2 separate regions of the Gossypium hirsutum genome follow, and region 2 is linked to region 1. The links are chromatin contacts, called in public Hi-C maps. All regions are on one chromosome and are shown on one strand. Each heading gives the region's core, a stretch centred on a gene start, on an enhancer-like site or on the middle of the called end of the contact. The rest is flanking DNA. Distances are from core to core; before and after follow the strand shown. Region 1 holds the start of LOC107896303. Region 2 holds the start of LOC107896301 (potassium transporter 4).

Region 1 (5,632 bases), core at 859-3,358:
CAAAAGCTTCTTCATTCAAATCAATAGTGCTGCTTTTTTCAGGAACTTCTAGTGCTTCAGAAACATCATTAACTGTTCCAGGAACTCCATTATCCAGCATTTTCTCCTTGCCTGGTGTTGGTTCCTCATGTAACTTCTTTCTTGAAGAAGCTGTTGTAAAGATGCCTATCAAATCTGTTTCAGTGTATTCTTCTTCCATGGCCGATACCTCCAACATGTCTTCAGTGGAGGAAACTTGGTTGTAGCTCAAGGTTTCTTCAAAGGCTTGTTCTGCTCTATCAGCCGAAACCTCCTTTGCAGTGTTGCTGTTACTTTCATCTGAATTGATCAGAATTTCATCACACAGATTATCCCTATGACTTTCTGACGAATCCCCAGTATCCAAATCAGATTCCATTGAAGAATGGGCTTCATAATCAGGCTCTGAAGCAGAAAATTGCCACTTTTCCCACTCCAAATCAATAACTTCAAACATAGCATGGTCCACGTCAACCCTTGAAGCGCTTTCGTGCTTATCACCTTTTAAGTTCAAGGGTGATGATTCTTCTTTAATCAGAACTCCTCTAGATTCTTCATCTGCGTCTCTTTGTTTCAGCTTTTCACTGATATCATCAATTTTGGAAATAATGTCACCACAATGTTCAATATTTTCATCAAAGTCAACCTCAAAGTCTGGTGATCCTTCAGATGAACTCTCTGAAATTAGCTCTACCCCTGTTTCATTGTCATATCCAGAATTATCCTTTCCCTTGGCCTTCATTTGTGTGCTTCCATAGGTTGCTTCAGCGTTATTTCCTTTGTTTTTTGCATAGATTTCAATGAAGAAATCCATGGCTCCCCCTTGCATCAAATGAGAAGGGGAGATATCCAAATCCACTCCATTGCTGGTGGGCCTGTCAGCAAAAACCACAGGCTCTTCGTCACCCCCCTCCGTTCCATCACCAGAAGGCTTTACACTACGAGGGCTCAAAGCTTCCATCTTCATGCTTCTCTGGGTTTTCATAGAACGTCTCCTTGCTTTTAAGAAACATTTCAATGGAGGCAAAGGAGTATGGTGATGACCATTAAGGGAACAGTAAGTATATGAGCAGACCTTGATAATAGAAGTTCCCTCAGACTCAGTCCCATGATTCAGCATGAGATATGAGGGAAACTTTGAATCCTTTAAAGTTGAAGAACAGGTAGCCCTCTGTACATTCATATCTGCACATAGAGCGACCCTGGAACATTTTTTGGCGGAAGCTCTAGCCGGCTTGAAAGTAGGAGATTTTGTCAAAGTCCTCACTAGCTTCAAATTAGATGTCCTTGTTAGAGTTCTAGCACCAGCAGCCTTATTACAAGAATCAGAGCTGATAGAACCGGTTGAACATCTTCTATTTAGATTCTTGCTGTCTGAACCGGCTAGAGAACTTACCGGAGAACTCTCCTTTTTGGCCTTGGAACTGCTGGTAGACTTCATGTAGTTTGGTGATCCATCGACAGCTTTGATCACAGATTTATTTTGTGAAGTTGCAGCTGGAAGAACATTGAGAGGTGGTAGTTTTCCAGGTTGTGCAATGGTTTTCCTCAAAGGTGATGATGATCTTAGACTGCCTTCTGAGAGCTTAATTGACCTTGATTTTTTCAATTTTTTCTTCAAGTCAGTTGCTTGGTGCTGACAATATGATGGTTTGAGGCTTCCCAACAGCCTTTCTGATTTAAGGAGATCACCTTGGATTCCATTACCAAGTTTGTTGGGCACCTTTCTTTGAACCATCCTCGAAGGAAAACTTAGAGCATGGATAAGAGATCAGAACTAAGGTGGGATTATATTTTGCTTTCCATGGATGGATATTAGAGAGTTGAGCTGTGGAAGAAAAGTAGTCTTGTTGAGCTTTGTTTTCTTGGGGTTGAAAAATGACATCAAAAGGGAAAAAAAGAAAAGAAATTTTAGACGATCAAACAATATAAGATTCCTTTTTGATTTGGTTTGGTTTTCAGTGGGCGGCCTTTTGCTTAAATTGAACTGTGATTTGGCCGATGAAAACAAGTGTAAGGGGCTGATTTGCACTAACATATGTATTATCCTTTGTATTCATTCGTTTTAAGATGGTTCTTCCTTGATGCATAATTGAGATGCCACGTAATTTCCACATCATAATTGAGGGCAATTTGAATTGGAAATAAACATTTAGCAGATTTAAATAAATATATTTTATACCATAGGATTTCAGTTCAAAGTAATTTAGCCGTTAGTTTCCACTGCATGATATATAGGCCAAATCACCATCCATTTGTTGCAAGGAAACGTTACGTCAATCAATATAATAATTTATTAAATGAAGGGGAAAAAAACCCTAAAGCCAAAAAGAAGAAGAAGAAGGAAATTGAAATAATAAAGGCAATTAGGGTTTTAGATGGGGAGGCAGGCAAAAAAGGAGTTTGGGGAAGACAAAGGCAATAGTGGGTAAAAAGGGTAGTGATTGTGGGGGGGTCAACTTAAGAGCCTCTGGTTCAACTTCACGGTCATAGACGCTCCTCTCTCGAAATTTGAGGAAATATAAAAATAAAAGGGTCTCATAATAATCCTTTGTATTCCCACCTCCCCCCACGGCCCATGCCTGCCTATTTCAATTTGCCAAATCCATTCCAAGTTTCTTAATACAATATCACTCACCCTTTCACATTTATCATCTTTTTTTTTCTTTTTAATGAAAATTATTGTTTACTAAATTTATAAAAATTGATAAAATAATAAATATGATTTTATTTGAAATGATAAAATTGATAAGGTTTATAATGTATTGAGTTTGATGTCTATCATGTGCATGTATTTTTTAAATTTTATATAAAAACATAAAAATAAAAAATAAAACTACCTTCAAAATAATATTTATTTCTTTATAAAAATAAAAAAGTTTTTTTTAGTAAATTTATAATTGAGTTAACCTCGGTTAAGAGTCATACCAATTTAATCAAAATTTTAAATATTAATATAGATATTTAACAATCATATCTATATTTATCTATATTATGTAATTTATTTGATTGAATTAGCACCATTAATCGGATTTCAATTCAATTGTAAAATTATCAAAAAATTATATTTAAATTCATAGGTTTTATTATTTAATTTTTACTATTTTAATAAACTCATATTTAATTGTTCATTTTTTTTATAATTTTATTCCATAAAATTTTGGCAACCGTGATTGTGGTATAATCTAATTTTATGTGGAAAGAATTATTCTTTGTTGGTCCCCATAAGAACAAATAAATAGCAGCATCAGTCCGAAGAAAATTTAATGGCATAGATTTTGAGCAAACATCCCTTGCAGGGTTTAAGGCCAGAAAATGGGACTGAATCTGTCAGCGCAGCTTCTTCAAGCATTGCATAATGATTGAGCATCATAAATGGATACAATACTACCAAGTTAGTATATTATGACTTCACTTGACCCCATTAACAACAACAACACTTCCTGCAAAAACTCTCATGTTTTCTTGTTCGCTAAATTATCCTCTTTTTTTTTTTTTTTCAAATTCTATGTTCAGCAGCACTAGTAACCAAACTGTCTTATAGTTTTATATGAAAATGAAAATATATAATGAAATTTATAACAATTATATTATATAAGTTGTTAGGGTAGATAAAGATGGTGGTTGGTATTATATATGGTGCAAAGAGTCCATAACGATAGTAGTTTTAGAGTGTAAGAGATAATATTTAGCAATGTGTGGGTTATATAGTTGATATCATATATATGACTTTTACTTTTGTTGGATATATACTACTATCAAACGAAATAATTAGCACTGACAGGATAAATAAACTGAGTGTAAATAAATAAAATAATCATTGTGCCATGAAAGAACCACTTTTTAGAAGTAGATCTATCTTAATTGGTATAATTGTTTAGTAGACGTCGCATTCCAAGGTTAACACAGTACTTCAATATTCGTATACCCGAAAAGAAGGTGAAACACAAATGACATTGCTCTTCTTAGGAGGAATTGAAAAACAAAGCAAAAAATATAAAAAAGAAGAATGATCTACTATTTGTACTATTTTTTGAAGGGACAAAATGATAAAATAGCAGTGCCAGTTTTCAAAAATAGTAAAGGATTTTCCCCAACTGAAAATATTTTGCAATAGCTAGAACATTTTCTTCAACTAAAACAATATTTTGAAAGCAAAAAAATATTTCTGATAAAAGGAACAAAAAATTTATTAAAAAAAGAAGCACAAGCGATAACGTTGACACAAACACAGTGTAGCAACCCGTTTTTCAGTGGTGTCGGAAACAGAGGTTTTGGGACCACAAATTCAATGCGTAAATCCGTAATAATTAGCATTTAAATTATATGGGTTAAAATATAATTTTATATTGAATTTTTATTTGAAGAATTTTAGCTAATTGAAATAAATGGTTAATATAAGTTGTTGTCCCAAAAGTCAAGTGATTTAAAAAAATGAGGCATCGGGACCTCGTTTCTGAAAACCGAGCTAGTAAATATTGTTATTAAATACTTATTGAACCATTGTATAGGTAAGTGAAGGTTCGATTCGGTTCGAAAATTTTATTGTTTAAATAGTTAATTTATGAAAAAGGATTGAATTGTAAAATATATAAAATTTCATCATTATTGATTTTTATTGACTTAAGGGTATAATTAAGATATGTTTAAGTATTTAAAAGTGAATAGACCATTTTTTTTGTTAGTGGGACAGTTAGTACACATTTTATTAGATTTTTATTTATTAAATTAAACGTTTAAAATAATTAAAACAAATGAAAACATAAAATATACATTATGGTCATTTTCCTTATATTTTCCACCACCGAAAATTGAAGATAGAAAACACCATGGGAGAACCTTGAAGTTTCGGCCTTGTAAATTTCCTTGCATATCAATAATTAAATTGTACGGAGATTAATCGGGGAAAAGAGGAAATTGTTGATTAGTCCGTTCGAGTCAATCGAAAACATAATCTAAGTAAATTCATAGTGTAATGAAATGTATATGTGTTTTTCTTTATAATTATATTATTTTCCACTAGTTGATTGTATAAATGTGAAATTTCATTAGTTATATATATATTATTACATGTTTTGATTAAGTACAAATGGAAAATGAATATTTAGTGATGGTAATTCTTGTCATTTGCAAATTATTGAAATGAATGTAACAAATCTATAAAATGTGTACGGAAATAAGAAGCGCCTGTAAGTGATTGATCTATTGATATCATGAGTTTAAGGATAATGACCGGTTGAATATAGTAAACGGTTAGGATGCGATTGACATGCCAATAGAGTTAGTACGCGCGCTTATATGGGATTGCACTTTGGTGCCTTTGATTGCATATTTTGTACCTCTTTTTGCACTTTGTTGCCTCTGTTACGCATCTATGATGCCTTTAGTGTGGTGTAGTTACTTGAATATCTGAGTCAAGTTACTATAGTTCATCGGGCTATGTGCTAATTGATCTATAACTTAATTACTTGCTAAATTCTATTGCATATTTATGGTGTTACCAAATGATAAATGTTACAATGAAATTCTTGTTTATAAATGTTGTTGGTTATATTGAGAAACTATGGTTGATGGAGTTGGTTAAGCCTTTTTGGAAGGTGTCATTTAAGTATAT
Region 2 (5,533 bases), core at 1,400-3,899, 200 kb after region 1:
GTACTTTTATCGCATCAAACCTACTCTTTTTTCTATTATAAAAAGGGCAAACTATAAAAATAGTCACTAAATTTGGCAACTTTTTTGTCATTGAACTATGAAAAGATACATTTTGGTCACTAAAAATATCGATTATATTATTTTGGTCACTCGTTTGTTAATGGTCATTACAAGTGGCACATTGATTCAAGGGTTAATATCTAATTTGATCGATGAACTATAACTAAAACATTCAATTTGATACTTTTACAGCATTTTTAACAATAATTCTAAAAAAAATATTAAAATATTAAAAAATTCTGAAAATTCATTGTTTATTTTTTCAAATTATAAAAATATTTTTTAAAATTATAATTATGTAAAAAATAAAAAATTCTACAAAATATATAATAAACAAAACACATAGTTACATATTAAAAAAAGAATATTTATATAATTATGAATTTTTACAACACAATTGAGAAACAATACCAGATAAGGCTTTATCAACTTCAGACTACTACCATATTTGAATTTTTTACCACAAATCTTCTATTAACTTGAGTTTAGCTCTTCCATTGTTTGATTTAAAAAATAAAAAAATGGAATCATACCTAGTATTTCATCCTCACCCCCATTGGCGTGCATGACTATGTCCTTATATTAATAAATCCAAGTCAATTGATTTTACTTATACATTGAGATTACATAAGCCTGCCTTCTTGCCTCATGCTCATACGTAATTTTAGTTTCGGATATAGTAACATATATTAAAATTTTAAAATGCTAATGAATAATAATACCTCTCCTGGGCCCTGCCTGTTCATGTCTGAAAAATCGTCTCCATCCATTCACTTTCTCATGTCCCGCGTCCAAACCGTGGGAATATATTCATTTATTGCCTTATTTAAAATTAGCCTCTATATTTTAAAATATTCCACTTCACTCCTCAATATATTGTATTGTATCAGTCACATTCTTCCTTCACCTTACATTTCAACTTACGCAAATATAAAATCGAGCATATTTAAAACACATAGATTAAATTGTAAATATTTGTATACCTTCTTTATTAATAGTTTGGATATAATGTTAAACTAATGACTAGTATCATTAGGTATTTCTTTTTTTTTTTAACTTATCATGTCTAAATTATTCATGTAATAAATTCATATGTTTTAAATATGTTTCATGCTAGATTTATACATGTGTTTAATATCTAAACTAATGATTAGATCAATAAAAGGATTAAATTGATAAAATATTATTACTTTAATATTTAATAAGAATATTTTAACATTTGAATAAGAATTGGAGGAGTTTTAATAATTAACCATTATTTATTTATTCGTACTACAAGTACAAAGTCAAGTTGCTTTTTGGTTTAGGATGAGGGCCACATACCAAGGCCGTGGTGTACGCTTTCGGTCCTCGAAGAGTCGATCAGTGCAATTTTATGGTCAATAACTTACTTGAATATGTAGTCTTGTACTCTAGTTAAGCCTCTCTTTTTTTTAATTTCGATTTTACAACTATAATTATATTACTGTTACAAGAATAATATAACTATAAATATAAGTATATTAAATCAATATAAAACATAAAATAAAGAGTTAGAATAATTCGGATAAAATTTATCTATGGGTTTAATCTTACTTATAGGCTGATTCTCGATATTTTTAGACTCTAGACGAAACAATAAATTGAACCTTTTTTAAAAAAAATTATAAAATGTAATATAATAAAAGTTAAAAAAAAATTAGTACCTTAGGAGATAAGCATTTAAGGTCAAAAACTGAAAGTCGTAGACATTTAATTAATTTATTTTAGTCTAATTTTTTTCTCACATTAAAAGTTAAATTTTTTTTTGAACCCCTTCCAACCCTGAGCCAGGCGGTTTCACTCTGAAACAACCCTTAAGCCTGGGCCTGCTCAATTATGATAACTATACATGATGATATCAAAAACTCACACATAACAATTGCATTTGGTGAGATTCGAAATTGAGTACTTATAATTTTATAGAGAAATGAATATATATTATTATTTAAAATTTTAATTGAGTTGGTGTTATGAGTTAATCAACATTAATTTAGTTTAAAATAACAAAAAAATTATTATTTTCATAAATTTATATCATTATAAAAGTGGTTTTTTTATCTTTTAAAAGTTTTTTTTTAAAAAAAGATAAAATCTAACATACAATAAGATTTAAATATAAGGGTAAGACACCATGAATTTAACAATCTCTTTTTATTTATTTTCTAAGTAAATTTTTAATAAATATATTTTATATAATTTTTTTCATTCATATAAAAATAAAGAGGCACATGCATAAATACAAAATAAAAAAGAATATTAATTTATTTTTAAATTTTATTTAAAAAGCAGTAGGGTAAATATAATTTATTTTTAAAAATAAGTAAAAAAAAAAAGTAAAAGCAGTATTAATGAAGGAGTAGGTATCTTTTTTTTGTTTGAGCATTGAGTAGGTATCTTTCGAATGTGATATTTTTTATTTACTAGATTTTCATTAGATATAAAGAAAAAGAAAATTAAGAAGGAAAAGAGTACAAGTCCATCCAACCAAACCAACGACTACTGGACTGGAGTCATTGAATGAGACAAGTCATTATCATAACATATAAAGACCATATAAATGAACCATAAGCAGTTTTAGATTTATTTGGAGGGGACGCTCATTAGATAAGATGGAATAAAAATGGAGATGGAAATGTAAGATGAAATTAACAATAGAGGGAGGTGAGATTCGGATTAGGATTAGGGAGCCGCAGAATTGAAAGAACACGCACACACACACACACTCTCTGAGTCTGCTTTCAATGGGGCCGGAATCAGGAGTTTCGATTCCTTCTCCTCCGCGAAATCCTTCCTCGGTTAGTGTTCATTTATTTATTTTAAGATTTTTGAATCTTGTTCTTGTGTATTTGGTTTTCAATTTTGATTTCATTTCTTATCTGCGATCTCTTCGGTTTCCGATGCTTTACAATCTTGATGGCATCTCCCTTGTTTTTTACTTATCTCTTTCTCTCAGTCACAGCTCTACTTTCAAATTCAATTAAGCTGCTCTAGTAGCTTCGTCACTCTTTTAGGCTTTTAGTTTTTTACTAACCTAACCTCTGCCTTTTTTTCGGCTTACTTTACTGTCCATGTCATCTTTTTTCTTTCTTTCTTTCTTTCAACCTTTTCTTCTGATATAATATAGTTATAACATAAATTTCAAATATTTTTTATCCTCCTCATGGATCCGCACCCCGATTATAGGAAGGTTGAATAAAGGTCACTTTTTTTTTGCTAGAATGTTGTGCTTATACGTAGTAAACCAATTTCTGAATTCCAGTTCAATCAATGTGTCTTATACATGTAAATCACTGGAGCAAAATCATTGATCTAATGGCCACTGTTATCAAAAAACGCATCTTGAAAACCAATATGACATGCATATGATCACTTTGGTGTTAATTCCTAGTAAAATCAAATGTTGGCCTGAATTTCTTTAATTCTTTATTTTTTTTCTTTTAATATATTAAAAAAAGAAAGGATATTTCCTTTTCTACTCAATATTTTTCTATATTGACCACTGCTTTTGCTGGAGTTTTGGGTCTAGGTGTGTTCCGGCATTAATCGTGGCATTATCATTTGTTTTTATTTGAAACTCAAAATTGTTTTAAGTACCTGAATCACTTTTGCAGCTTTCATGGGTCAATCTCTCCAGGAACCTAATATTAGCATACCAGAGCCTCGGGGTGGTGTATGGAGACCTGAGCACTTCACCTCTTTATGTTTACTCAAGCACGTTCATAGGGAACTTGCAGGATCATCAGAATGAAGATGCAATATTTGGAGCATTTTCCTTGATTTTTTGGACCCTTACATTGATACCCCTTCTTAAATATGTGTTTATCATGCTGGGTGCAGATGATAGCGGTGAAGGTGTGGTGAATCATTAAATTTCATAATGGATATTACTCTCCTATAAAACTTTGGCTAACCATTTAACATCATGTTTACATGATTTCTTATCAGGTGGCACTTTTGCTCTTTACTCGCTGCTTTGTAGGCATGCAAAATTTAGCTTGCTTCCCAATCAGCAAGCAGCTGATGAAGAACTCTCCGCCTACAAATATGGGCCCTCGATGCAGGTGGCCACTGGTTCTCCATTGAAGCGATTTTTGGAGAAGCATAAAGCGTTAAGGACAGCCCTTCTTGTTGTGGTACTCTTTGGTGCTTCTATGGTCATAGGTGATGGTGTGCTCACTCCGGCAATATCAGGTAGATATTTATATGGCTAACTAAATTTTAATATTGCAAATTCTTAGGTTATCATCTTTGTGGCTGTGGATTATAAAGTTTCAATACTTTTTCTTTCTTGGAATTTCCTCTTTATCATATGTGGCACGTGGGACAATAAGCAAAGCTATTGATGCTAACTTTTATTACATTACTTTAGTAAATGATTGTGGATTAAGGTTCTGAGCTTGAGAAGAAACTTTGATGAAGAGCTCTGCTGGATTTTGCATATGAACAAAACAAGATACTTTTTTGCTGGGACTTTACCTTTTATAGACAAAATCCAACAACTATATGATCCCAAACTAGAGGAGATGGCGAAGCCAATGCTTTTCCTCAATTTTCTTGTTTGAACCATTTGCCCGACCATGCAATCAGTGTGGCAACTTTGCATGTCGTGTTGGGATTTTCACAACTATGTTGATTCATTCAATGTGCCTCTTTCTCAATGGGACATAGTTGATCTCCAATGATCTAATTATGGGGACCGATCATCACAAATACTTTCATGAGCATAGCAGTGCAATCCTGGACTTCCATGTTTGCTCTTTTGTCAAGTGTTTGCACGAATCCTCCTGCCTCTAGTATATGTTCGTGGTGGATCCTGTTTGAATTTTGATATTTCATCATCTAACTAAAATTTCCCTCTGTTTTGTTGCTGTACTTGTGCCCTTTTGTCTTCAACTGGCTGTGTTAATTGATTTCTTTCTTCCAATGGTTAAGGGGTTAACTGTTTCTATGTTTGCAGTTCTGTCATCCGTTTCTGGACTTCAAGTTACTGAAAAGAAATTAGCTAGTGGTAATTCAGTTCTCAATTTTGGTTTTCTTTTCCTTTATTAATTCTACTAAGTTTTGGGTTCACAAGTTCTCTTGATGTTTCGTTTTTCCTGTAGTGCTTAATAAATTGGCTTTATTTTTAACCTAGGTGAAATTGTCGTGCTTGCTTGTGTCATATTGGTGGGCCTATTTGCCCTGCAGCATTTTGGAACACGCAGGGTAGCTTTTATGTTTGCACCAATTGTGATCATCTGGCTGGTATCAATTTTTTCCATTGGCTTGTACAACATAATATTTTGGAACCCAAAGATTGTTCGCGCTATTTCCCCATATTATATTATCAAGTTCTTTAGAGAGACCGGTAAAGATGGCTGGTTTTCGCTAGGAGGGATCCTTCTTTCAGTAACTGGTAGGTTGCATTTGATTATCAACAGATTACAGCATAACTTTTATTTTAATTGACTTA

The links. A called contact is a pair of places that touch in the nucleus more often than the background predicts.
Region 2: a contact with region 1 is called in a Hi-C map of leaf, with 4 times the contacts expected there. The contact joins the promoter of LOC107896301 here to the promoter of LOC107896303 in region 1. A contact is called at or near these places in 24 of 34 Hi-C or Micro-C datasets (anther, callus, fibers and 5 more).

The regions. Positions count from the first base shown.
Region 1 is chrA05:81,515,939-81,521,570 of Gossypium_hirsutum_v2.1, forward strand. LOC107896303 reads right to left here and starts at 2,109. Exons shown (of 1, transcript XM_041112513.1): 1 at 1-2,109. The coding sequence starts at 1,756.
Region 2 is chrA05:81,710,489-81,716,021 of Gossypium_hirsutum_v2.1, forward strand. It overlaps LOC107896301 (potassium transporter 4), which reads left to right and starts at 2,650. Exons shown (of 10, transcript XM_016821448.2): 1 at 2,650-2,876; 2 at 3,693-3,933; 3 at 4,027-4,272; 4 at 5,039-5,089; 5 at 5,216-5,476. The coding sequence starts at 2,823.